Linked DNA regions of Mus musculus: regions 1 and 3 are each linked to region 2. A link is a contact called in public HiChIP or PLAC-seq and promoter capture Hi-C data. All regions are on one chromosome and are shown on one strand. The core of a region is the stretch at or near the end of the contact, and the rest is flanking DNA. Distances in the headings are between cores, read along the strand shown. Region 1 overlaps Cobll1 (Cobl-like 1). Region 2 overlaps Slc38a11 (solute carrier family 38, member 11). Region 3 overlaps Cobll1 (Cobl-like 1).

What was found. HiChIP or PLAC-seq counts read pairs in DNA pulled down with a chosen protein or histone mark. Capture Hi-C pulls out chosen DNA fragments and counts their contacts.
Region 1: a promoter capture Hi-C map of adipose tissue shows a contact between it and region 2. The contact joins two enhancer-like sites. A contact is called at or near these places in 4 of 115 datasets of contacts at active chromatin or transcription factors (cardiomyocytes, embryonic stem cells, large pre-B cells and 1 more) and 4 of 9 other capture datasets (adipose tissue, embryonic stem cells, liver and 1 more).
Region 3: a contact with region 2 is called in an H3K27ac HiChIP or PLAC-seq map of regulatory T cells, with 8 times the contacts expected there. The contact joins two enhancer-like sites. A contact is called at or near these places in 1 of 15 datasets of contacts at CTCF or cohesin (stem cell-derived epiblast-like cells), 17 of 484 Hi-C or Micro-C datasets (the AML12 cell line, B cells, the HPC-7 cell line and 10 more) and 15 of 115 datasets of contacts at active chromatin or transcription factors (the 230-238 cell line, CD8 T cells, bone marrow-derived macrophages and 9 more).

What each region holds. Positions count from the first base shown.
Region 1 is chr2:65,100,379-65,104,757 of GRCm38.p6, forward strand. It overlaps Cobll1 (Cobl-like 1), which reads right to left. Exons shown (of 14, transcript NM_177025.6): 10 at 2,782-3,016; 11 at 1,691-1,788. Among named protein-coding and RNA genes, the nearest start is that of Grb14, 80 kb to the left of the region's middle. Within about 2 kb of position 1,298, at least 32 of the 459 cell types and tissues checked have an H3K27ac peak or open chromatin away from gene starts, as enhancers often do. A contact at or near this core is called in adipose tissue, where this site is marked.
Region 2 is chr2:65,340,701-65,345,371 of GRCm38.p6, forward strand. All of the region lies in intron 7 of Slc38a11 (solute carrier family 38, member 11), which reads right to left. Among named protein-coding and RNA genes, the nearest start is that of Slc38a11, 21 kb to the right of the region's middle. Within about 2 kb of position 1,606, at least 115 of the 459 cell types and tissues checked have an H3K27ac peak or open chromatin away from gene starts, as enhancers often do. A contact at or near this core is called in adipose tissue, group 2 innate lymphoid cells and regulatory T cells, where this site is marked.
Region 3 is chr2:65,159,662-65,163,670 of GRCm38.p6, forward strand. All of the region lies in intron 1 of Cobll1 (Cobl-like 1), which reads right to left. Among named protein-coding and RNA genes, the nearest start is that of Gm13594, 72 kb to the right of the region's middle. Within about 2 kb of position 2,205, at least 21 of the 459 cell types and tissues checked have an H3K27ac peak or open chromatin away from gene starts, as enhancers often do. A contact at or near this core is called in group 2 innate lymphoid cells and regulatory T cells, where this site is marked.

The DNA of each region.
Region 1 (4,379 bases), core at 48-2,547, 240 kb before region 2:
ACTAATATTGACTTCTACAATGGTACAAAACGATGGTTTGGATAAGTGCATATGAGGAAAGGGGGAATAAAACATCTTAAGGATAATAGAAATGATTTTCTAAAATCACCTACAAGTTGATAAAGGTTACTACAAAGTACATGTAGATCACAGACAATATTACTGAGATATTCTTGTAACTAACCTACCATTAGCCTGGTGTCAAAATCTTACTGCTGTGACTATCAAGTTAAAAAGGGGATGACTGGTTGATTTTTAGATAGGTTTACTATTTTAGCAGGGTTAGTGTCTTAGCCTTCTGAGTATTGAGAACTCAGCTATGCATCTTCATGCCCTGTGTAAGGAAGATCTCTGAAGACTGGGATCTACATAAGTGTTATAGGCCTCCCCTCTGTGTTCAAAGTCCTGTATACAAACCCTAGCACTGCGAAATAAGTAAGTAAATTAACTCCCAAATGTAATAGTTATAAAATCCTGGTTTTTCAATAGCAGCACTATTGCCATAACAGTGTATACAATGAAAATCAGAACCAAGAAGAGTTTTAGAACATTGTAATGTACTATCAGAGAAGAATACTAAAATTGGAAAAAAAATCAGATATAAACACATTCACATTACCTATGGAGTACTGTAGTACACGCAGGACAAACACACACACTACCACAACCACCACCACTACACACATCTTCATTGTCAATACTATTGACAACAATAGTATTAAACTATCCATTTCTTTCCCAAATAGGAATTCTATAGCCCTGTGTTTGTTTTCTATAACTATTAAAATTTTCACTTAGCACAGAATGAACCATAGGACTTCATAGGCTTTCTCATTCCCTTAAGATGTATGTATCATCATGCATTCCTTGACTTCTCCACTGAGCATTATTCTATGCTCAAGCGCAGTCCTATGTAGATATGTTACATGTGTCTTCGCATCTTGTTCTGTGCTATAAAAGTTTCACAGGAAGTCATAGATTCAGTTCCCTTATCCAACACTGTACGAGTTGGCTGGAAAGCCAGGAATTCAGAAGTGCATGGCTTGTAGTAATCAAGTAACAAATTTAACACAGGAGAAGGGTGTGGATGGAAACTGAATAGCCAAAGTAGATGGAAACAGTTTGCTATTCAAGGACAGCAAGGCCCTATGCCAACTGACAGAACTGAACCTGTTACATCATGAACAAAAGAAGAAACTGCCTTAATTTGGGCGTAAGAATGGAGAAATAGTGGCAAACAATGTTGCACAACTGGATGGCTTGAAAATCAGGCAGGCAAGTTTCATCCAGAGTGTGGCAATTTGAGTATTAAGTAAAACATGCACTAGGGAACTGAGAGGAACTCGGGTCACAGACAGATGCACAGAGGCCCAAAGCCTAGGATCTGAAATTTAACTTCTATAGCCTCAAAAGGTGGGTCGTCACGAGGAGCAGCAACACAGCAAAAGGATCACTGTGGTACTTTCCATGTTCAAATCCTAGGTCCACCTCTTACTAGTTATGAGACAGTATCTTCGTGGTTTACTCATCTGTGACATGAAAACTAAGAATAACAGTTCTCAAATACTCATAAATGAGACAGGTATTAAATGAAACAAGACATGAAAGAGCTGCCTCAACATGTCCTTAAGAACATTCCTTGGTTCATCAGTCTATGACAGTGCTGGCCATTACTGTTTGTAACACTCACCACTCTCCTGGTTTGGGCCCAGTGTCTTCATGTCTTTTATACTGTCAGATACTCTGTCCTCATTGCCTATATGGCCTACAACAGGATGATACGGCCCTCTGGAAGACAAGACACTGTATGTGAGATATGAAGGTAATTCAAACAGACCATCAAAGAAACTAGGCTGTAATTTTTTCAAAGACAGATGGACTGAAATAATTACCCCCTTCTGCCAAATATTAGAAACTTGATAGCAAAGAAAAAACAGAACAGAGGAAATGCTAATGCAAACATTAGCTTGGGTACACTGGTCCTACTGCAAAGGAAGATGTAAGAGGCTTGGTAAAATGGACACTCTTCCAAATGAATGTCTTTACTTAGTTATTAGGAGCTATTTTTATCCTAAAGACAAAAGGAAATAAACAGGGCAATTTAGCCTTGAATCTGGCAAAGTCAACTCCATAAATCAGAATGTGAATTGACCTCTCTGATTTTTTCTCAGAAGAGTTTAATTAGGAAGACAATCCCATGCAAATTAGGCAAACTTCTGATGAAGAAAGCTTATTTTGCTTGTTTGCTTTCATCTTTATTCATAGGCTTGTGCATTTCATCTTAACATTTCAAACATAGCACTAGTGGACTAGAGCTTTCAAAACCTCTGCATCAGATGGACAATGGTTCTTGCGTCACAGACTTGAGTGTCACAATGCAGGGGCTTAATTTACTTCTAACTATAGGGTGGTTTCACAGTCCAGGTAGTGAAAGTGCTCAAATGTATTCGATACAAAGTGAAAAGTCAATGATATTTTTGGTTCAAGCAGATAATAGACAAAATATATGGAAAAAAACAGAATATTTTAGACTCAGACAAATTAATTGTATTAATTACAATTAATCAGCATTATGTGTGATGGTTATCTAACATGGGGATGCTACAACTCTTGAACTGGCCTTTTCACTTGAACACAATTACATATAACAAGGATAGTACGAGAGATAGAATCTAAAAGACATGGCCAACTATAGCTAAGCTTAAAATATCAGTTGTCTTTCCAAGAAAAGCATTAATCCAACAAACCACCACCAACACTTGAGACACAGAAACTACTTACTGCCCCTCTGTGCTTCTGCCTTCTTGAGTTTTTCCCTTGGAGCTTGGAGAGGTCTCTCCATCACTGATGCCGAGGGCTGAATCAGGATCCTTCTCCACTGTAATTCTCATATCAGTCGATGCTGAAGCAATGTCAGGCGACTTCACAGAAATACTTCCAGCCGGATCTTTAGATGCCTCGCTGAGTTCTTCCTTTTCATCTATCTCCTCAAGACTGTAATCAGAGCTTACACCAGCTACAAAGAAATGCAGACAGAATCCTAAATATTAATCTGCCCTGCTCACCCTAAGCAATCTAGCATCCTAGCTATCTAATTATAGTCATAATTAGCTAGACTTGTAAAATGTGGTTCCAAAGTAATAGTAAATGCTTTCCTAATGGTGAATGCTACATGCACACAGGAAACAAGTGATCTCACAGTCCCACCATTCTAGAACCATGCTTATCACTCTGGGCTTTGTTCATGAAAGGTTAACCTTACAAACCCCACATCACTGCATTTACGAATGAACACCTTTGATTAGTTACTTTATAGTCACATAATGTGAATTAAACAAATTAACAACTTAAAATTCAAATTAATAATATATTAGTTTTTTGTACTGTCTACTAGCAGACACTAACACAAAGAGGGAGGGAGGGAAGGATGGGGGGAGCGAGAGAGGGAGGGAGGGAGGGGGAAGGAGGGAGAAGAGGGAGATAGAGAGGGGGGAAGGGGGAGGGGGAGAAACATTCCAGCAGCTAAGTACTCAAAGTTCTTGTCAAGATTAACTGTGGACGTCATAGAATACACAAGGTTCTTGATTTCTGCTTAAACAAATTAAACATCTCCATTGACATAACAGCGTCTGAATGAAGTTTAGCTTTACCTTGAGTGGGGCACTAGGGTCATATACCACTGCTACAGTGGTCAGACCATGCATATACTGACACAGACATTTACTTTTAGTTTGAGACAGGAGAGTGTGTTAACTTCTGATCTCTAAGGAATAATATGAGCCAGGTATGGTGGCATACACCTTTAATCCCAGCACTCAGGAGGCAAAGTCAAGCAGATCTCTGTGCATTCAACACCAGGTTGGTCTACAGTGTGCTCCAGGACACTGGAGAGAGAACCTGTCTCAATCAAAAGCAATAAATCAATCAATCTGAATGAAAAGAAAAAAAAAAGGAAGGAAGGAAGAAAGAAACATGGCTCTTGGGAAGACTGAGGCAAAAGAATGATTTCTCCTAAGAACTTTAATCTAAAGTGAGCAAGACAGCCACACCCTTTTCAAACAAAACAACAAAAACCTCAAAACAAAACAAAACGAATGTCAAGTTTGGTGCATGCTCCTTTAATCCTAGCACTCCAAAGACAGAGGCAGGTACAGTCTGAAAGTATTTCAGATCCTATGCCTCTGGTAAATACAATTCTATTAAGTCAATCCGAAACATGCTTCTCTTTCTAGTCACCACTGCACTGTGTGGGTGGAGGGGTTACACCTTAATTCTGTTTTACAGTTTAGAAACCTCTGAGTATTTTCCCCTTTGCAGGCAATGACCAATAGGGAATCTGTAACGCTGTGCGCTCTGTGTGTACTCGTGTGGCTTTCATT
Region 2 (4,671 bases), core at 356-2,855:
CACACACACACACACACACACACACACACACACACACACACACACACACACGTACAGTTTGTTGATTATATAACTAAACAAGGATAGGACACATGGATTTCCCCCTCTGTCCTGAGATCCCAGAATCTTTTACTAAAAGAAGAGACATCTGAGGAGAAAATATTTTGTGAAAAGAAATTGGATGTTTAAGTCATAACTGTGGAGAATCATGAGGAAGACACACAACATGAGAAAGAGTGGCTTAGGTCATGCCAGCTGGGAGTGGGCGGGGCTCAGACACTAGTGAGCTACCCTGGGTGTGCCAATAAAAGGGGAAAACAAAGAAAAACAGGGTGCTTTGGGATCCTGGAGAGAGAGTGTCTGGAACCTGGAAGAGGCGGAGCGTGGGGGATGGGGGTGGGATCCTAGGGTGGTGGTGGGTGGTACAGGAACAAACTGAGAGGCTGATCTCTCTAGAAGGCTTAGCAGAACAGGAAGCCAGTCAGGGTGACCCAGTATCTTTCTTGTGTGAGCATTTGGAAGAAGGTTAACAAAAGGGATTAAGCCTAAAAGTCAAACAGGGCAAACCAGCAAACAGGAAAGTGAAAGAAGGAATGAAGCAGGGAAAAGGGAGAAGGGGGTAGGAAGGAAGAGTAAGAGAAGGCAAGGGACTTCATTTTGAAAACTTTAGTGTCTATGAATTACAAGGTCTGAAGTGACCTTGGGCTTGGTATAGAGTAGTTTGCAGCCGTAGAATGACCAGTGCTTCAAAAAGAAATGATTGCTTCCTTTACATAAAAAAAAACCTTAACAGATGTTAATTATATAATTTTTGTTTAGCCTTTTTGGTGGGGGGGGGATGCTGGGGGTCAAAATCAGGTTTTCCTGTATGCTAACTACAAAGCTATATACATAGTCCTCTATGCTTTTAAAGAAAAAACTTATTTTTAATCATTTTTACTTATATGTATGTCTGTGAGAGCATATGTCATATATGGGCATGCCTGAAGAGGCCAGAAGAAGACATAAGCTCCTCCGTTGCTGGAGTTGCAGCTGGTGGTGAGCTGCCAGATGTGGGTGATGGTTTGGATCCTTGGAGTCCTGCATCTTGTATTGATTAGAAACTTAAATTTGTTATCTTCATAATGGCCGAGGGATCAGAAATGTTGTCCTACCAAACAACCCTGTCTTTATGAAGTGATTAAAAACAAGCTTCAGGCTGGGCATGGTGTCTCACCTGAAATCTCAGCTCTCAGGAGGCAGAGGCAAGTGGATGTCTGTAAGCTTGGGCTAGCCTGGTCTACAAAGCAAATTTCAGGCTAGCCTAGACTATATATTGAGCCCCTGTTTCTAATAAATAACACCAAAACAACAACCAAGCTTCGAGGTATTCCTGCTGGACCTTAGGACACTGCACCTCTGGGCCAGGAGGCTCAGAACACCTCGTACCTTCTGGTAGCGCACACTCAAACTCTTCCGCAGAGCACAGGATGCTTCCGAGTGATCCGTGTAGGCAGAACCTGCTCTAAATTAACTGCTTCAATCAGACACAGCTTAGAGTTAAATGCTCTGGCTACCCCTAGGCACAGCTCAGCGTTTCCTGTTTTCTGTCATAGCACAAGCTCTAAGTGACAGGCAGAGCTGACCACTTCCCCAGGCTCGGCACCAGCTGGCTCCTCAGCCACCGCTCCCTCCCAGCGCATTTGTGTCAGACTCCTTGATACAGATCTGTGTTTGACATGAGCTGGCAGGAAAAAAAAAAAATCCTCCCTTGTGATTACTCTCAATGTCAAAATGGATTCACTGACTTTAAATACAATTTTTAAACTTTGATTTAAATTTTCAGAAAACTTAATGTTGATTTTTGGGGGGTGGTGGTGGTGGTGACAGAATTTACTTTTGTTCTTACAAAAAAATGACCCACGGGCTGGAGAGATGGCTCAGTGGGTAAGAGCACTGACTGCTCTTCCAAAGGTCCTGAGTTCAAATCCCAGCAACCACGTGGTGGCTCACAAACATCCGTAATGAGATCTGACGCCCTCTTCAGGCGTGTCTGAAGACAGCTACAGTATACGTACATATAATAATAAGTAAATCTTTTTTTAAAAATCACACACAAAGAAAAAAAATGACCCACGTGAAACAAGTCATGTAATCATGGACATGTTTCATCACTTGAGATATCAACTTCCTTTGATTCTAATTATCATCTAATCTTTGATTCCCTTGCCGACTCTTCACTAAGTGCTCTTGCTGGGTTGATTTCACACAAACAAGCAGGTGGGAGGGAGTAGAGTAGGATCTTACCTCAGAAACCATCAATAGCATCATTATTGCTGTTGCTGTGTGTTTTGTGTATTCATTTGAAGAACACCATTATGGGTGTGTGTAAGAACATGAGTGTGTAAAGGTCAGAGGACAACACCAGTGTCTTCCTCGGTCACTTTTCTACCATACCCTTCTTCCCCCAACATAATATTTCTATTTATTCTTTGAGGATTTCACATCATACACCCCTACCACATTCACTTCCTTCCCTGCCCACCCACTCCCTTGTGACCTCACCCCAGCAAAAAGAGAAAAGTCTAATGAGTGTTAACGTTATACTTACTGGGGCTTGCTCAGACTCTCAGTGGCCTGCCCCTTCAATAGAGCTAAGCCTTTCTCCTTTTGCAGACCTGCTGGAAGGCAGCTGTTGTGGAGAACAATATTTCATCATCCTTTCACAGGTTTTTTATTTTTGTTTTTGTTGGGTTTTTTTGTTGTTGTTGGGTTTTTTTTTGTTTTTTGTTTGTTTGTTTGTTTGTTTGTTTTTGGTTTTTTTCGAGACAAGGTTTCTCTGTGTAGCCCTGGCTGTCCTGGAACTCACTCTGTAGACCAGGCTGGCCTTGAACTCAGAAATCTGCCTGCCTCGCCTCCCAAGTGCTGGGATTAAAGGCATGCGCCACCACTGCCCAGCCTATCACAGTTTTTAAGAGATCTCTTCAACGGCTGCCTGCTATGATGTTACTATCTTTTGGGGGGGAGGGGGTGGATTTTTTTTCAGTGAACCTGGATTGGTTGAGACTGGTTGGCCAGCGAGCCCAGAAATCTTCCTGTCTCCATTTTCCTAGTGCTGGGATCACAAGCATACACCAATAATTTAGCTTTACAAAAGGGACTCTGGAGATTTGAATTCAGGTCCCCATGCTTTCGCTACAGGCACATAATGACTGAAGTATCTCTCCCCAGACTCGTAATTTTTTAATATGATAAATATTTGCTAGAATTATAAGTGTTCTTTGGATCTCTGATGGTTATATGCCCAACTCTACCCTCAATAAACTTTAATAGTTCCACAGAGGGCGACTGGGTTATATCTACCTTTGTAGCCCCATAACCTAGAACAACTGACTCAATAGGCATTGATTGACACTAGACTCATCTGTTTCAGCCTTTGGTGGTGAGTTCTGGACCACCTATAAATCTAGTTGTTTAAGCTAAAAACCTTGGTATCAATCATCACTCTATGCAGCTCTTGCTCCCTTAGCCCCTTCCCATAGTCACTAAGTCTAATTAACTTTATCAGCTTAAAGGTTCCTCCTTCTTCATGTCTACTATCCATGTACATATACTGTACCAGTTATCCTGTGCCTGGACTCTTGGTATAGTCAGCCTTCTTCCAGGCTTCTGTTCTCCCTTTGCCCTTACCTCGGGCTGTAAAAATAGCCCAATTAAAACAGGAGCTTTATCTGTCCACACTTCTGTTTCAGAACTGCCGCTCTCTGTCAGCTCGACAAGAAGACAAGAATTTTACACTGCAGCAAATTCTTCCCTTCATCTTGGTCTCTTCCAAGCCATCTATGGTTTAGCAAAAGATTTCTTTGTATACTCCAAGCAGACTTTTACCCAGAATCAACAAAACTCTAGTTATGCCTTAAACACAGTATCTATGTAGTGGGGGAAGCTAGTGATAGAAAAGTGGGGGTTAGTGGTCATTATGATCTGGGTTTGAAAGTAAACTTCGGCCAAACCTGGGGATGAACTGATTAAAGCAAAAAGGCATATGATAGCCGTCCAACTGGTGATCTGGCATTTCTTTGCTGAGCACTGAAGTCTGGGCTGAACATTCTGGAGAGCTAAGCATGCAGTATGAAAGAGCAAGTGTGACCTCTGTTCTCTGGGTACTTGTAGCAAGATGAAAGACATCAAGTACCCTACAAGAAGATGCTTAAGAGGTGAAAAGAGAAAATTCAACAAGAAAAATGATCATTTTATTTCTAAGTAGAGAACTCTTCTCAATTCCTTTTGGTAAAAGCTCCAAATTTACAAAGCTAAAATCTCAAGTTCTGAATCTGTTCCCGATCACCATTCCAGGACAGCATCCGAAGCTCCTGGTGTGAAACTCACATTGCCTACTTGACCTTCAGAACAAAACCAACTGTTCCTCTCTGTGTCCTTAGGTCACACTTTCAAGAATGGATATCCCAGCTTCTACCTAAGGATCATGCAAACAATGCACCAAATGCTGTCAAGAGTTCCTAGAAGCCGGATATGGTGACACACAACTTTAATCCCAGCATTTGGGAGCTAGAGTTAGACGGATTCTGTGAGTTTGAGGGCAGCCTGGTCTCCATACTGAGTTCCAGGACAGCCAGAGCTACATAGTGAGACTTTGTCTCACCCGCTCCTGCCAACATGAGTCAATCTTTA
Region 3 (4,009 bases), core at 955-3,454, 180 kb before region 2:
GTTTTCTGGACTATCTCTCCAGCCTCCCCCAATGATACATTCTTAAAATACCAAAACCTCAGTTAACTCTGATTTTCCACTGGCATTCTACAACTAACACTTGTCCTTTTATCATTTTTAAGCACTTCAATTACTGTGTCTAGTATGATCATGACTCCATTGTGGTCAGAACTGATATCCATAAAAGATGGAGACTTAGCAAAATAATGGAATTAAAACCCAAAGTCTCTTCATTTCACAGAAAAGGTGAAAATGGCGCCTGAGCAAGGGCTGCTCCTTCCCGAGCTTCTCTGCTTGATGTGTGATCACCGTTGCCTTATTATGCTATATAATATTCTTACAGACTTAGCTTCACTATTAATGACAAAGGCATGGAAATATGACCGAAGAGCCTTTGAATCACACAGTCCAAGACCCAAACTCAAATACAATGGCACTCCCACCCTCCCAATACAAAGTGTTACGATGCATGAGTTCTCCCAGTGTGGGTGTGAACCCCTTCTTCCAAATAACTGACAGCGATTCTAGGGCCCTGCAACTATGCCTCTTCCTAATACAATGGGGACTGACTCCTTGAAGTTGTCATTTCTCCATGTGGGTGTAAAGAGGGAAGAGACGGTTTAGTTAAATAAAATTTGTTCCATGGTGGATTTAACACTGAGCTCTGAGGAGAGAATCATGGACACTAGAGAACAAGACTAACTTCACATCTGAGTTACTTTCAATGTGGAGCTGACCAGCAAGGAAAGGCAGCACAAGAGGACTGTCCACACTGGCTCAGCTGACCTCTCCCTCGTCCACAGCACTAATGGCAGTCCCAGGTCTAAGTCAAGCACTGAGCTTGGCCATCTCAGCCCTGCTGAGTACTGTTTCACGCCTGCCAAAGCTCTCCATTCTTATATAAAACTTCCCCTAATGCTGTGACTCAAACTAAACCTACAGTGAACTCAAGCAAGACTCCCCAGCCCATTTTGAGTCTTCTCAGCCTCTTATACCTAATGGCAACTCATTACCAAACACTATAGGCTAGTTTGTCTAAAAGCGAGGAACCTGTGCTGCTTGCTCCAGATCCTCAGCTACCGTCTGCCTAACTCAGCCATCACCTGCTGCTGATAAGGCTCTCATTACCTCCTGTCTTCTGCTGTCTCTCCTCTCCCTTGAAATCCATTCTCTTCACAGCAGTCAGGGTCACTTCCTAAATGTCAATCAGCCCCTTACATATCTCTGGTCCTCCGATGGTTTTCCTTGCACTGATAATGAATTCCAGAGTCCTTTTGTTCCCTTTAGAGGCCCCCCCACACCCGGGAGGTGTTCCTTCTGTTTCAGAACACCTGCAACAGCACCCGAAAGCTGACAAAGGCAAATTCCTTCTCCAGAACTACATAAGCAATGTCAGGGGTAGGGTGGCCCACGCTCCACAGCCTTCCACAGCTGAGCAGCTTGACATAGGAAGTGTGAGCTTTCCTATGGTGCCTGGTGACTATTCCATAGGTAACGCACACCAGTAACTGGCTTTCTCAAACAGTCCCAGTGCCTTCACATCTGGCCTTGGATTAAGGAGGGGAGGAGAGTAATGGGATGTGTAGAGGGTAGAGGATGATCAAAATACCTTACACGTGTATAAAAGGTCACAGTGAAGCCCTTACTATACATATTCAATATAATAATAAACTCTTATTGATCTATTCCCAGACCTCTCAAAAGATATATCAACCCCAGTCCTACCCAGTATATCCTCTCAGAACAGGACACTGACCTCATCCTGTCTATCACTACTACAAATTACCTTGCTCATGCCTGTAGTTGGTCACTGTTTAGTGTTCAGATAAACACCCCCTGAAAGTTGGGACTTGGACCCTCGCATTCTCTCTTGTGCCAGTCCCTAGAAACTAGGCTGGCACAGAAGGGGAATTCGATCTGTATTTGCTGATTTAACTGAGGGATGCATTCATTTCATACTGCCAGAGAAACTTGGGTGGGTTGCCTGGAGCAGTGTATTCTGTAACACATCACAAGTTGTCACAAACGGAATTGGTCACTCAAAGCCCAAAGACACACAGGCAGGCAGGCAGGCAGACACACACACACACACACCACACACCTTAGAATGTTTGTACATTTTCTACTACTTAGGCAAAGCAGGGCTTATATGCAGAGTGACACAGATCAAGAGTAGAAATTTCTCTCATTCTGCTCAGGCAAGTAATTGACCCAAGGCAACATCAAAGATCTATGAGTCAGACTAGAAATGTCTCGGCTATAGTGTCCCTTGACTACCCAATGAGAATCATGATTGGTATCAAAAAGGAATAATCTAATTCTGTGTTCTCCATCCTCTTTCAAGGCTGTGACTCATCCTTTCCTGACATTTGGCACTACAAAGCAAATACAAAAACAATGGGTATTCTCTACACCAAAGCAAGCAAAGCACCTACCCAACCATCATCTACGTCCAACAACAAATTCCAATAAAGGACGTATGAAACAAAATAGTGTTATCCAACATCCTCAAGAAGAAACACTTGAATGTGTTAGAAATTATCTTAGCCAGATATGGTGGTCCAGGAGGCTGATGCAGACATTTGACAATGGTCCAGATAACGTAGCAAGACTTTGTCTCAATTTAAAGAGGAGGAGGAAGACAATGACAACAAAGTTAGGAAGAAGACTATGAAGACAATGATGCCAGAGGAGGAGGGGAAAAAGATGGTCTTAATTAGGGTTTCTAGTTCTACAATGAAACACCATGACCAAAAAACACTTCCATATCACTGTTCATCATTAAAGGAAGTTAGGACAGGAATGCAAACAGGTTAGAAACCAGAACCTGATGCAGAAGGCAAGAAGGGTTACTGCTCACTGTCTTGTTCCTCATAGCATGCTCAGCCTACTCTCTTGTAGAACCCAGGGCTACCTGCTCACCTCCTCCATCAATCACTAATTATATAAATGCTCTGCAGGCCTGCCTACAGCCTGATCTTTATTCAGGCATTTTCTCAACTGAAGCTCACTAGTCTCCAGTGACTCTATCTTGTGATGAGCTGACATAAAGTTATACAGCACAAAGAACCGTCTTCAGTGTTTCCAGATGTGCAGTAACACGTCTTCATAACACCATGAGGTTAAGTACTACTGAAGGAACTCCTACGCGGGAAGGTTGGGGAGGCTGCCTAAAGGCACCTGGCTAGTCAGGACAGAGCAGAGTTTTAATCCCAAGTTGGCTGGTTCCCATGCTAGGGCTCTCAACAGCTATAGCATAGCACTCCTTTGGGAGCTCAAGAGAGTCGTACAGAATAAAACCAAACCATGGCCCACCAAGGCCAAGCAGCAGAGGAGAAAAGAGTACAGTCCATGGATATCTACCGCTAAGCCTTATGCAGACATTTAAAATTTTTTTTTCATTTAATCTTATGAGGCAGTTTTCATTATACTTTAAGTATGGTTTATAGAAATGGAAGAAATTTGTCCCAAGGCTTACAGAATGTACTATGACCACAAATGAATGCCAAACTCCCAAGGTTTAACATAGGTAAACTAAATAAGGTCTTCATCTCTTGTGTTTGCTGCCTTGTATGATGTATACGGAAAGTCAGGGAGTACCTAAAACTCGGTTCTAGAAAGACAGAGTAAGTCGGGTAGGTAGGCAAGTTGGATCAGTGGGTAAAGGCCATTTGCTATATGAGCCTAACACGTGACTTGAATTCCCAGAACACATGTAAAGAGGGAACCACCTCCACCAAGTCCTCCTCCAACTGCCTCACAGTGGGAATGTATACATGAACACACATACACTAACAAAGTAAGTATTATTTAAAGTGCAATAAGAATCATGGCTGGAGGGAGTGTTGACTCCTTTCCCAGAGAGCCTGGGTTCAATTCCTAGCGCTCACATGATAGCTTACAACCATTTGTAATTTATACATGTGCTGTACAGATATGTATGTGCATGCAAACATATAAATTAGTAAATAATTTTTTAAAAAATGGTTTAAAATTCACTAATAGCAAT